Linked DNA regions of Mus musculus: regions 1 and 2 are each linked to region 3. Evidence: chromatin contacts called from public Hi-C data. All regions are on one chromosome and are shown on one strand. Each heading gives the region's core, a stretch centred on a gene start, on an enhancer-like site or on the middle of the called end of the contact. The rest is flanking DNA. Distances are from core to core; before and after follow the strand shown.

The links. Hi-C and Micro-C count contacts between places; a contact is called where the count stands out from the background.
Region 1: a Hi-C map of cerebellum shows a contact between it and region 3, with 1.6 times the contacts expected there. The contact joins two enhancer-like sites. A contact is called at or near these places in 2 of 484 Hi-C or Micro-C datasets (cerebellum and embryonic stem cells) and 1 of 9 other capture datasets (pancreatic islet).
Region 2: a contact with region 3 is called in a Hi-C map of cerebellum, with 1.9 times the contacts expected there. The contact joins two enhancer-like sites. A contact is called at or near these places in 2 of 484 Hi-C or Micro-C datasets (cerebellum and nephron progenitors), 1 of 115 datasets of contacts at active chromatin or transcription factors (trophoblast stem cells) and 2 of 9 other capture datasets (adipose tissue and liver).

Annotation. Positions count from the first base shown.
Region 1 is chr9:102,188,194-102,192,128 of GRCm38.p6, forward strand. All of the region lies in intron 3 of Ephb1 (Eph receptor B1), which reads right to left. Among named protein-coding and RNA genes, the nearest start is that of Gm31233, 20 kb to the right of the region's middle. Within about 2 kb of position 1,313, at least 18 of the 459 cell types and tissues checked have an H3K27ac peak or open chromatin away from gene starts, as enhancers often do. A contact at or near this core is called in cerebellum, where this site is marked.
Region 2 is chr9:101,709,051-101,712,935 of GRCm38.p6, forward strand. No RefSeq gene overlaps it. Among named protein-coding and RNA genes, the nearest start is that of Gm31326, 270 kb to the right of the region's middle. Within about 2 kb of position 1,856, at least 7 of the 459 cell types and tissues checked have an H3K27ac peak or open chromatin away from gene starts, as enhancers often do. A contact at or near this core is called in cerebellum, where this site is marked.
Region 3 is chr9:101,937,843-101,941,406 of GRCm38.p6, forward strand. The region is part of intron 12 of Ephb1 (Eph receptor B1); the gene reads right to left. Among named protein-coding and RNA genes, the nearest start is that of Gm31326, 45 kb to the right of the region's middle. Within about 2 kb of position 1,334, at least 11 of the 459 cell types and tissues checked have an H3K27ac peak or open chromatin away from gene starts, as enhancers often do. A contact at or near this core is called in cerebellum, where this site is marked.

The DNA.
Region 1 (3,935 bases), core at 63-2,562, 250 kb after region 3:
GAAAGATACAGGTAGGCTTGGATTTAGAGAGGGTTCCTTCTCACTGACTCCCATATAGTCAAGGAAGTCTGTGAACCTTCAGAACCTGCAGAAAGGGACTTACCAACAACAGAGAGCTATAGAACTGAACCCACCAAAGACCTGGACTTGGGCTTCCTTGCCTCCAAAACTGTAGGAAGTGAGTTTCAGCCCATTATAAAGTACCATATCTGTGGTGACATTCTGTCCTAGAAGACCCAGCAGACGAGGAAATGAGTGTGGCTGAGATGGCACACAGCCCTTGAGGAGTCCTCAATGCTGACCAGAAAGTCACATCCAGACTCTACTATCTACTCTCCCTCTCTCTCTGGAACACAGCCTTAGCACCCACACAGCCCCACTGCAACCTATGTGCTACTCAAATGGTTTGCAAAGGGTTCTCATGTTCTCTGGGTAGAGGGGATGGGTCGAGCCAGATGATGATGACCAACAAAAACTTCTAGGCAGCTACAAGGTGCAAAATGGTGTAAGGACATCTAAGAACCAGAAGCAAAACCAAGGTCGCTTGAAAGGCTCAATATTCCTGAAAACATATATATTCTAAAGAGTGGTTAACTTCAGCTTCATCTAGTCTTAGAACCAGAGGCAGATGGTAGCATCTCAAGACCTAAGTCTGAACTGGGCTAGTCCTCTCTATGGGCATTTCACCCCCATCCACTCATTCACTCAGCTCCAGACCTCATAGGTTTTCATGACCAAATGCCAGTGCAGTCAATGGCCACCTTCAGGCCCCTACTGGCCTCTCAGCCCAGAGATACTTCCACTACTCACACCATAATGCATATTTAAAGTCACAGATGACCAGCCTTCAAGCAAAAGAATACAGACTTCTTCCTAGACTGCTCTCCTACCTGAAGTGTGTTATCATTCAGTGGTGTGGGACTACCCGAGACAGTCACAGCTGTCAACAGTAGGGAATGGGGTTTTCCTCAAGGCAGAAGTGTAAAACCTAAGGGGATCTGGACCCTGACATCTGCATCCTGGGCTGCTTTTGGAGCCCAACATTTGGAGGCTATGTAGCCAAGGGGCATCCTTCCATCCCCACTTACCCATGTTCAGAGTGTCACAGCCCATTACATCCAGCCAATTACTTATGCCTCCTCTCTGGAGGGCACTGGGCAGGGCCACTGCAGGAAGCTGAGGAGACCCCGGGTGGTTTCCCAATGAAGTCGCCTATTGGGAAATCCTATTACGAAGCTCATCTTACAGAGCCGTGTGGTGTTAATGACCTTGGCCTCCCTTGGCCCTGAGAATTGCTGGTCTCCCTGGGGCTTGAGGGAAGACCATCTGGGCTGTGGACTTCCTCTCACCAGCTGACTGTTCCCAGGCCAGGGGCGGGTGGAAGTGCTCCTCAGAGGCCTTGAATTCAGCGACCTTGGATGTGGCTGTCAGCATACGGGCCCGACTCGTGCGCATGTCCACGGGAGCACATATGCACATGAACACGCTCCTCGGGCCAGCCCTTCTGCAGTACCTCAGCAGGAACTGGCAGAGAGCCCAAGGCTGAGGCCAACAACCCTAAGTGGGAGGGGAACAGGCTCTGGAAACCTTTTTTGAACTAAATTAGACACATTTTTCTCTACCTTCAAACCCTGCAGATTTTTTTTTCTTTCATCTCAACTCCCCTAGGGTTATAAAGTGGCTCATCTTAGCTGTTCGAGTTGATAAAGGCATCGGAACTGTTGAAAGGTTCAAAGTGTCCCTTGGGTCTCCATGCATGATATGGAGGTGGAAAATTTAAAAAAAAAAAAAAAAAAAAAAAAAGTCCCTACTTGTTTCGTGAGGTGGAGGTAAAGATGCAACCACCGTAGGAAAGGAGGCCCTTTGGGAGATGTCAGGTAAGTGTCTGCACAGGTAGGGTTGCCAATTCCAAGGCACAGCTTCCACGGAGCGGTGGGGAGCCAGAGAGGCACGGAACAGAGAATTGCTCAGTTCTCCGGGACACTCAAAAGCCCTGTGAGCACCCGTGGTGCTCGTTGGACTTGAGAGTTCCCGGCAAAAGCACCAAAGCGTCCCAGGTACCCAGCCTCAAGTGTGAGAAAGGAATGGGATTCCTAAAGGTGTGGCCCTGCCTGCTGCCGAGAGCAGTACCAGCCACTCCCTAGTCTGCTTGGGGCTTCTGGTACCAAGTTGCTGGTGCTAGCCCTCTGCAGGAAAGCCTATTCTTTTCTGTAACTTCTGGCCAGTCAGCTTCCTGCCCCTCCCTCAAATACTCAGAACTCCTCTGGGGCTGCTGACCAGCTAGAACACCTAGTCAATTAGGCTCTGGCCTGCAGCCCCATCTGCTAAGGTTAGAATTCTTCTCTGGGCACCATAGCTCAGGACCTTTGCCATAGGTCAAGGTACCTGGGACAGTCAGGAATGTAAGCAAAAAGAAATGATAGGCATGGCCGTGTATCTTAGTTTTGAAGCCACACTCCACCGCCACCACCTCATGCCCTGTGCCTGAAAAGCTCATATGACAGATCCTTCTGGAAGCTCTAGGGAACGTTTGCAAAGTCAATCCTTCAGAGACCTTCCTAGGGTAGAACATAGCCGCCAACTAGGGCCTGCTCTGGAAACCATGGACACCCAGAAGTTATGATGCAGTCTCACCTGCTTTGACAGAAGAATAAGGGATCTGCTCCGAGCAGGCCTTTAAGAACGGATTATCAGTTCCAGCCCTGTGCTGGTTAGTTTTTGCCAACTTGATACAAACCCGGTCGCATTTGAGAAGGCAGGATCTCAATTGAGGAACTGCCTCCATCAGACTAGCCTAGAGGCACGCCTGTAGGGGCATTCTCTTGATTAATAATTGATGTGGGAGGCCCCAGATCACTGGGGTATGAGCCCCCCCCCCCGAAAAGGTAGGTGGCCTAAGAATACAACCTGGCTGACTCATGGGGAGAAAGCCAGTAAGCAGCATTCCATCATGGCCTCAGCTTTTGGTTTTCGGTTTAAGCTCCTAGCTTGTCTTCCCCTGGAGATGGACTATAATTGGGAGTTGTAAGCTGAGGTACAATGCCCTCAAGTTGCTTTTGGTCATGGTGTTTTATCACAGCATCAGAAACCTTAACTAAGACACAGCCCCACCATCTTCCCCTTAGGCTAAGCTTAGCCAATATCACATTTTAAGGGCTTGCTCCACACCATCTCATGGCCTGCCTGGCACAAGAAGACCTAGACTGCATGGGGCCCACACAAAGACTCGTTTCACCACCAACTTTAGCAGGAGGAATGTGGCGCAGAGAGAGAAAGCTGTGCTTTCTTGTTAGATCCCTGAGCTATGAGCACATGACCTAAAGTTGAAATAGACAAGCCATCTTCCAAGCAATTAACTTCTACTGACTGACACATGATGAAGTCAGAGTCGATGGGGGGGATCAACATGCCCATGCGCTTCGGCATGTGTGTGTACAGAACGGATGAGTCAGAGGCAGGCGCTTAGCCACAGAACCCTCTAGAACTATGGTTCTCAAACTTCCTAATCTGAGACCCTTTAATATAGTTCCTCATGTGGTGGCGATCCCCCCTACAGCCATAAAACTACTTTTGTTGCTACATCATTAACTATAATTTTACTATTGGTATGAATTGCAGTGTCAACATCTGTTTTCCCATGGTCTAAGGTGACCTTGGGGAAAGGGTCGTTTGGACCCCCCCAAGTTAAGAACCGCTGCATGACAGCAGCACGCTGAGAGCCAAATGCTAACACACAAGCTCTACCACCCCGCCTCTGCCTGTTGTCCTCACTGTCCTGGTCTCGCGTTCTCCCTCTCCACAACAGGAACAGCTCCAGGCCAGGACTGCTCTTGGCTGGCTGGGCTACCTAATTGGTCTCCAGGTGCCTCTGCACACTGCAGTAATGACTGGTCACCAAGAATTTGACAGATACATGGCTTTAGCAGATAGAAAGT
Region 2 (3,885 bases), core at 606-3,105, 230 kb before region 3:
TAAGGATAATAATCACCATGAGATATGTCATGATGGAGAAATAGAAATAATAAATGACAAGCATGGCAGGGGCCTGGAGGAGAGGTAACACAGGAATTCTGCCAGGGGAATGTAACAATTGGTCCAGGCACTATGCACAGCATTGTGGAGGCTCCTCCCCAGACAAACAAAACTCAAACTACTTTATGATGTACTGATCCCACTTCTGGGCTATCTATCCAACAGAAGTGACATCACCATCTTAAAGAAGTGTCTGCATTCTCATGTCCATTGCAAGACTCTCCACAGTAGCTGAGATGGAAAATACCAAGCAGATGCTTATGAGCAGGTGAGCACATGAAGCCATTCTGAGACATGTGAAAATGTTTGTAGAAGCACACTCACTCTGAAACACTTACAAGGAGATATTGTTCAGCTTTGAAAGGAAGGGGATCTTGACGTGCATGAGAACAAGCATAGGCTTGAAGGAAACGAAAAGCAAAACAAGCCAGACACAGGGAGGCAACTCTATATGAGGCATATGAGCATTTAAGGTGATGCCCATAGGTGCAGGGAGCAGAATGGGCCTGAGGTAGGAGAAATGGGGAAACAGATGTTGATCAAATGTATAGACTTTTACTTACAAGTTGAGCAAGTTTTTAATATATAACTCACAGCACAATGACTCCAACTAAGAGCAACAGATACACTTGAAATTGGCCAAGAAAATGGATGTTTTCCAACAACAAATGAGTTCACTATGCGATACAATGTATATGTTGATTACCGTGATTGTGGTGATGACTTTTACAGTGTGTACATGTATTACGTCACTGCATTCTACACTTTAACTATAAAGGACTTTCTATCTTTGCCTCAGTAAAAGCTGAAAACAAAACTCAGTTATTTTTTTCCTTGTCATTTCCTAGTCACTGAACTAGGAAACATTGTGTAACTTCACTTAAATCCAAGGTCTTTAATAATCATCTAGAAATAAGAATAATAGCACTAGCTGATTCTAAGCATCTAATTAGTTCATGTAAAACAGTCATCATGCAAGAAGCATGAAATAAGTGGTAGCCACCACTACAAGCTCTTCCTCACTGACATGTTATATATAATATGCACCTTACACACTTCCCACTGTCTGAGACACTCTCCACATTTACTTTAACTCTCTACTGACTTTTTCTGAACCCTGAGTTCAGACCAGTTGCTGTGTGTGTGTGCCTGTGTGTGCCTGTGCCCCAATTCAGTGTTTTACCTAGCTAAGGGGTTTAACAAGCAAAGATAGTTATGGAATGAATGATTCTCTGCTGTTTAAGATCTGACGGGAAGGAACATCTCAAAGGAGGAGGGACATTTCCTAGCAAGAAGATGAATTTGACTAACAGGCTTTTTGGACCTCTTAAGAACATTCTAGATAAAAGCCAGATTCAGGCTTTCTCTGTTCTCAGACCTGTGTGGCAACACGATTTTGGTTTGGGAGAAATGCAAGAAACAAGGGCCAAAATATTCAAGCTATAAGTGGGCCCCTTATCATGGATGAAGCATCTGACCTTGGTCTTTGTCTCAAGTCTAGCTCCCGGGGCACTTGGGTCAGTGCCTGGCCTGAGTCTCTGTTGGAGAGCTGGTCCCCATCTGGAATGGAATTAAAATCCCCAATATTTGACTGGCGGGATATCTCAGACCTTGCCAAAAGCCCAAACAAATGAAAGACAGCATCAGAAGTTGGCTGTGGTCCTGGATCTAAGTTGGGGCACTTAGGGCCTTGCCAAGGGACTGGAATTGGGGTGCGCCTGAGATGGCTGTGATTAGATGATTGGATAGTGAGGCATGACAGACCCGCCATCCACAGAGCTCTGTACTGTGACATTATGAGAACTGGTGCCAGGGACATGTGCTCCCTCTCTTGCTACCTAATCAGCAATTACGATCTGCCCTGCCTTCTCAGAGGGGCTCTGGACATCAGCCACCTGCTGCAGGACACGGCGGCTTCAGAGCTGGGCTGGGAGCCATTGGCCTTCTCGTCACTAGTCTTAAACTGCAGTTCAAGCTGCCATGAGTGCCTCCCTGGGCAGTCATAGAGGAGCTGGTAGTGGTTGGTTTAAGAATTTAAGCTGAAATGGAATCTGTAACACCAGAATTTGAAACAATAATCTTGGACATTCTTGATTTTGTTTTCAGAAGGTCTAGAATCAGCCAGCTTTGTGACTAAGATCAAATTGGTCTCGCCTCTCCCCTGCTATAGAAGCTAGACACGGTCTTTGCTTGACTCTTAGGTTTTCTAGGGGGATATACCACATAGGCTTTAACGTCTCATCCCATTTTAGCATTTTTAATAGCGTATCTTACTCATCCCTGTGTCCCAGAACCTAGCAGAGTATGTGGTAGATACTGGTCTTTCAACAACGACATGCATTAAGTACTTTTTGATCATCAGATACCTTGCTAAGCACTTCACCAGCATTAGTCCCTCAGTAAATCCCCACAGACTCACAGAGGACGGGGAATGGAAATTGGGGGTGAGCCATTTAGTCATTCATTTACCCAAGACCATTCAGCTAGCTAAGATGTGTATGCATGTATGTGCATATATGTGTGTTTGTGGGTGCAAGAGTATTCACGCACATGTAGATGCTGGAGAAGAACCCCCCCCCCCCTGTCATTCTCAGGAGCACCATCCATCTCCTTGGAAACAGGCTCTCTCATTGGCTTGGAGCATAGTTGTGAGGCGAGGCTGGCTTCCCAGCATGCTCAGGGATCCTCTTTGTCTCCGTCTCCTCATCACCAGAGGTACATGTTCTCGCTGCAATCCCAAACTTGTGTTAGATGGGTTTGGGGGATTGAACTCTGGCCTCCATGCTTGCAAAGGAAATGTGTCATCCTGACCCAGCCATCTCTGCCCCACCCTGAAATCAGTTATTTCTTGCTCTCACGTTCATGGTTCTCATCACTACACTGCCCCGTGTCATCAAGGAACAAATAGTATTTATTCAGATAGTCCGGATTTGGTGTGAGCTTAATATCGTAACATGAAAAACACCTCGATTGATCTTTGCATTGTTGGTGACTAGGCCATCTCACGTGCCACCGAGAGGGAGGAGGCTAAGCCAGAAACTCAGCACACAGCCTGACAAAACCGGATGAAGCTTCCCAGCATCAAAAGTTAGTCGAGATTTCCCTTCTGGCTCTTTTGGGGGAAATACTACCTTTAAGGATCTTTTTTGTCATCCCAGAAACTGGCGGGGTCCTGATCTTTCAATGTAGGAGGTTGATTGGGGAAAAAAAATATGGCTAAGTTGTTTTAGAAGCAGGTCTCCAAAGTGGGCTGAATATTAGGTCTGAACATTCACTTCTTCAACCTTAGTCCATTGAGTGAGTCCATTGAGTCCATTGAGTCCTGTCTGCTGCTCCTTCAGAATAAGGAGATGAGCAAGAGACAGGGAACAGGTACAGGCACAAATGTGGAGCCACAGGCAGCTCACCTCCAGCACAGGCCTCTGTGAACTGAAGAAGAAAAAGGTGGTGGGTTTAGCCCTCAAATAGGGAGCAAAAGTGGCCAGAGGCTAGGTGAGTCTGAGAAAGGACAACAGAGATTCAGCCAGGATTGCTGGGATGGAGGCAAAAGTGACCTTCAGGAGTGTGTGCCTGTCATTGAGTGTTCATTAGGAGTCTGGATGTCAACCATGGTAACAGACTAGGGGGTACAGACCTGAGTGTGGTGGACACTGTTGTAAGTTTCCTCTTACAATTGCAATACTCTTCCTGTGGCCCTGGGGCCCTTATGTAATTGAGAGTGGTATCTTCATCTCAGGGTACCTAAAGTTCTTGGCCAAAGCAGTCAGGCAGAAGTGTTTCATTCATACCAGCCCACAATGACTAAGTAAGGAACATCCAACTCAA
Region 3 (3,564 bases), core at 84-2,583:
TTCCACCCATCATGCTAAATACCAGATCTCACCGCATAGCACTGGTCTGTGCCTGGACAGGGAATCACTCCACAATCCCTGAAACTAAAAGAACCAGACAATAGAAGCTATACCAAGGGGCATCAGACACTGCCTTCCTTCCTCCCAAGATCCATGCTTCAGCTGTAGCCAAACTTTTATATTGAACACTCTTACATTCAAATCACTGATATCTCTGGTGGAGTTCAGCAAGAATGCCTGGTACGTGTATAAATGGTTAATCTACAGGATGAGGGAGAAGCAACACTAAGCAGCAGAGTGCATTTTATCTGGCTGCCTCTCCAGGGCTGAGAGAAATAAAGGCCACCTGGCCCAGACCTCCCTCCCCCAGCGCATGCCCAACTTTCTGCAAGGAAGACAGTCCTGATTTCCCCTGCGGATTCTGGCAGGCTTCTGTGGTGGGAGATGTCCTTAGCTCAAATGCCAGAAACATGACAAATACCTGGAGGGCAGGCTTAGGCTGCCCTGCAAGGGATGCTCTGTCCTCACAATCCCCCAGAACACAGATGCACTCACTGGCTGTAGCAATATGGTAGCATGGCAGAGAAGAGAGGTGGAAATCATCTGACGAACCAGTAACTGCCAAACACAGAAATGTCAGTGGGTGGTAGCTCACTGTGTCCTTGAAGGAGAGGTTGTTGCCACATCTTGAGATAGACCAACTTCTCCAAAGGGAAAGAGCTTTCGCTTTTTCAAAATACTTGAGTTGGGTCAGGGAGATAGCTCAGTCGGTAAAATGCTTGCCTCGCAACCACGAGGACCGGGGTTTGATTCCCAGAAACAATATAAAGAAGGCCAGATATGTTGGCCTGCACTTGTAATCCCAATGCTAGACAAGGGCATATGCCTGGGGCTCATGGTCAGCCAGCCCAAACTACTTGGTGGGCTTGTGGCCAATAACAGACCCCACCTCAAAACAGTGTGGACAACTCCTGAGTTAAGGTAAGAGAGGACAGGATGGGTGTCAGTGTGTGTGTGTGTGTCAGAGAGAGAAAGAGAGAGAGAGAGAGAGAGAGAGAGAGAGAGAGAGAGAGAGAGAGAGATGCTCATGTGAGAACTTATCAGCATTAGTGTGCAAAACTAGGAGACAGAGGCGACTAGGTGGAGAAAGTCCTTAAGTAAAGGGACTTGAGGCTTGCTTATCTTTTGTGTGTGTTTGTTGCAGAGGGTGAGGGATGGAGGTGTAGTTCTGAATTTCAAAGAGCTGGTTTGGGAGTCTGGGAGTGTCCTCCTCTGCCAAGTCTGGAGCAGACCCCAGGGGCTGTCAGCAGCAGCTGTTGACTGCTCCCTCTCGCATGTAAAGTGGCCGTGCCAGCCCCGCTGGCGGGCAGCCTCAAGCCCTTCTGCCACCTTGTACTGTTGGGCCTCACTGAACATGGAGCTCGGCCTGTCATCACCACTCCCTCCATCTCAGCAGGTGGCTGGGCCTTCCAGAAGAGCCACCCTGGGCAAGGAAGTGACAACTTGTCATGGCCAGCTCTTCTTGGTTGAGAAGCCAGGGGCACACTGACCTCTGGGGGCAGAACAAAGGGAAACACAGAGTCAGGGGAGCAAGGGGTTGTGTCTTCCCACCCAAGGATTTTAAATTTCTCCTCTGTCTGTTTATTTGTTTGTTTGTTTGTTTTTGTTTTTGTACCACACAGGTGGTGGTGTCTTCTCAAGCTCAATGGTAATTACAGTGCCGGTCACGATTACTTAACTTATCTCTGGTTGTATGACAGGAAATCTATTAGGTTAGAGGATGCTGACCAGCCCCATGAGGGGACAGAACAGGAAGTTGATGACATTGCAGCAGGCAAGGCATTCACAAGCCAGGTAGGTCTTGCTGCTAGAAGAGGAAATCTGGACCTGAAGCTAAGGCCAGTCCATCCACATGTCTGCAAAGTGTCGTAAGGGTCCCTTACTTTCCAATGTAGGTATTAAGAAAGGGCACAGAGAAACAGTGACTTTCTCTGCTGGGTGTTAGGTAACATAAAAGAGAATTCTTAGCATGCTGAAGAATACGGAGGTTCAGTAGGAAGGAATCAACATCCTTGTGGACAGAGAAAGGCTGAAGAGACCCTTGCTTCTGGACCAGGCTTTGCACAGCATCCTGTATCACTTCCCCCAGAGATGCTGAGGGTACGGGTCTGCACACTGCAGGCAATGATATATTACTCCTGCTCATCTTTGCTGTGATCAAATGCCTGACAGAAACAAGTTCCCAGAGGAATCCTTTATTTGGGCTTGCAGTTTCAGAGGTGGTAATCCATCTTGGTGTGAGGGGCGGAGCTGAACAACTCTTATCATGGCTGGCAAGAAACAGAAAGGCACACAGGAAAAGGCCAGGGTTAAAAACAACTTCCAGGGACCAACTTCCTCCAACTAGATCCCACAGAACAGACCTCTATGCAGTACCCATTCTGTCCCCAGCCGGGTACAGGGGACATAGCAGTAATGAGACTCAGCTCCTACCTCAAGAAGAAAAGTTTATCTCTGCAGCCACCCAGTCAATACATTTTTTTTGTCATGGTGAGGACAGATACAGCACACAGCCTTCTGCTCTCACCCACTCTATGAAGAAGGGCGGCTTTCCAAGGCCAAGCACTGGTCTCAGGACTCAGCCCCCTGCTGAGCACTCATCTTAGAGGAGCTTCCACGTGACTGGCATGGTCATGATGTCTCTCTCCACCAGATTCTGTGAGAGAAAGTCTCTGTGGGATCACACGGGAATCCAGGCACTAAAGAATACTGACCGTAGTGACCACAGACTTAGTCACAAAATGCTCCAATCATGGTGCAGGCATCTCTTAAAGTTTGAAAATGATAGGCTTATGACTAAGAGTGTCACACAGTGGGTCTGAATTTCATAAGCCTACTGCTCCAAAAGGTTTATGTTATAGAAAATACATCGGAATTTTAATGGGCCATGCATATAACCTATTGATCATGCTATTGTTATCATTAAAGAAAGATCTACTAAGAGTTAGGAGTTGGACTATGTCACCCACAAGAAGATACACCCATCTTCTAACCTGTTATTGTGTCACTTGGATTCTGGAGGATATAATCAAGAAAAGATGAGGTCATCTTGTATTGGAATCTGGCCCTAAATGTAATGCTGGCTTCTTTATAAGAAGGTCGTGTCAGAAAGGGGTAAGCATCCTCTGAAGACCTGAGGCAGAGGTGCAAGTGGGGGTTCTGCATGACAGACAGGTCACTTCTAGGAATAAGAAAGAAAAGACATTCTGCTCTCTGGCCTTAAAGTGAAGCATGGTCTTAAGGAAAGAGGAACCTCTGGCTTATAGCCTCCAGAACTGAGAAACTGAATTTCTGGTCTTTAAAGCCAGATTACAGACCCCAAAATCAACTGACAGGGACTCACAGGAACTCGAAGAGATCAGGGAGCCTGCTGGGATTAGATCTAGGTCCTCTACATATATGTCATGACTGAAGAGCTTGGTGTTCTTGTGGGAATACTAACAGTGGGAGCAGGGGCTATCCCCAATTCTTTTGCCTATTTGTGGGACCCCTTTCCTCAGACTG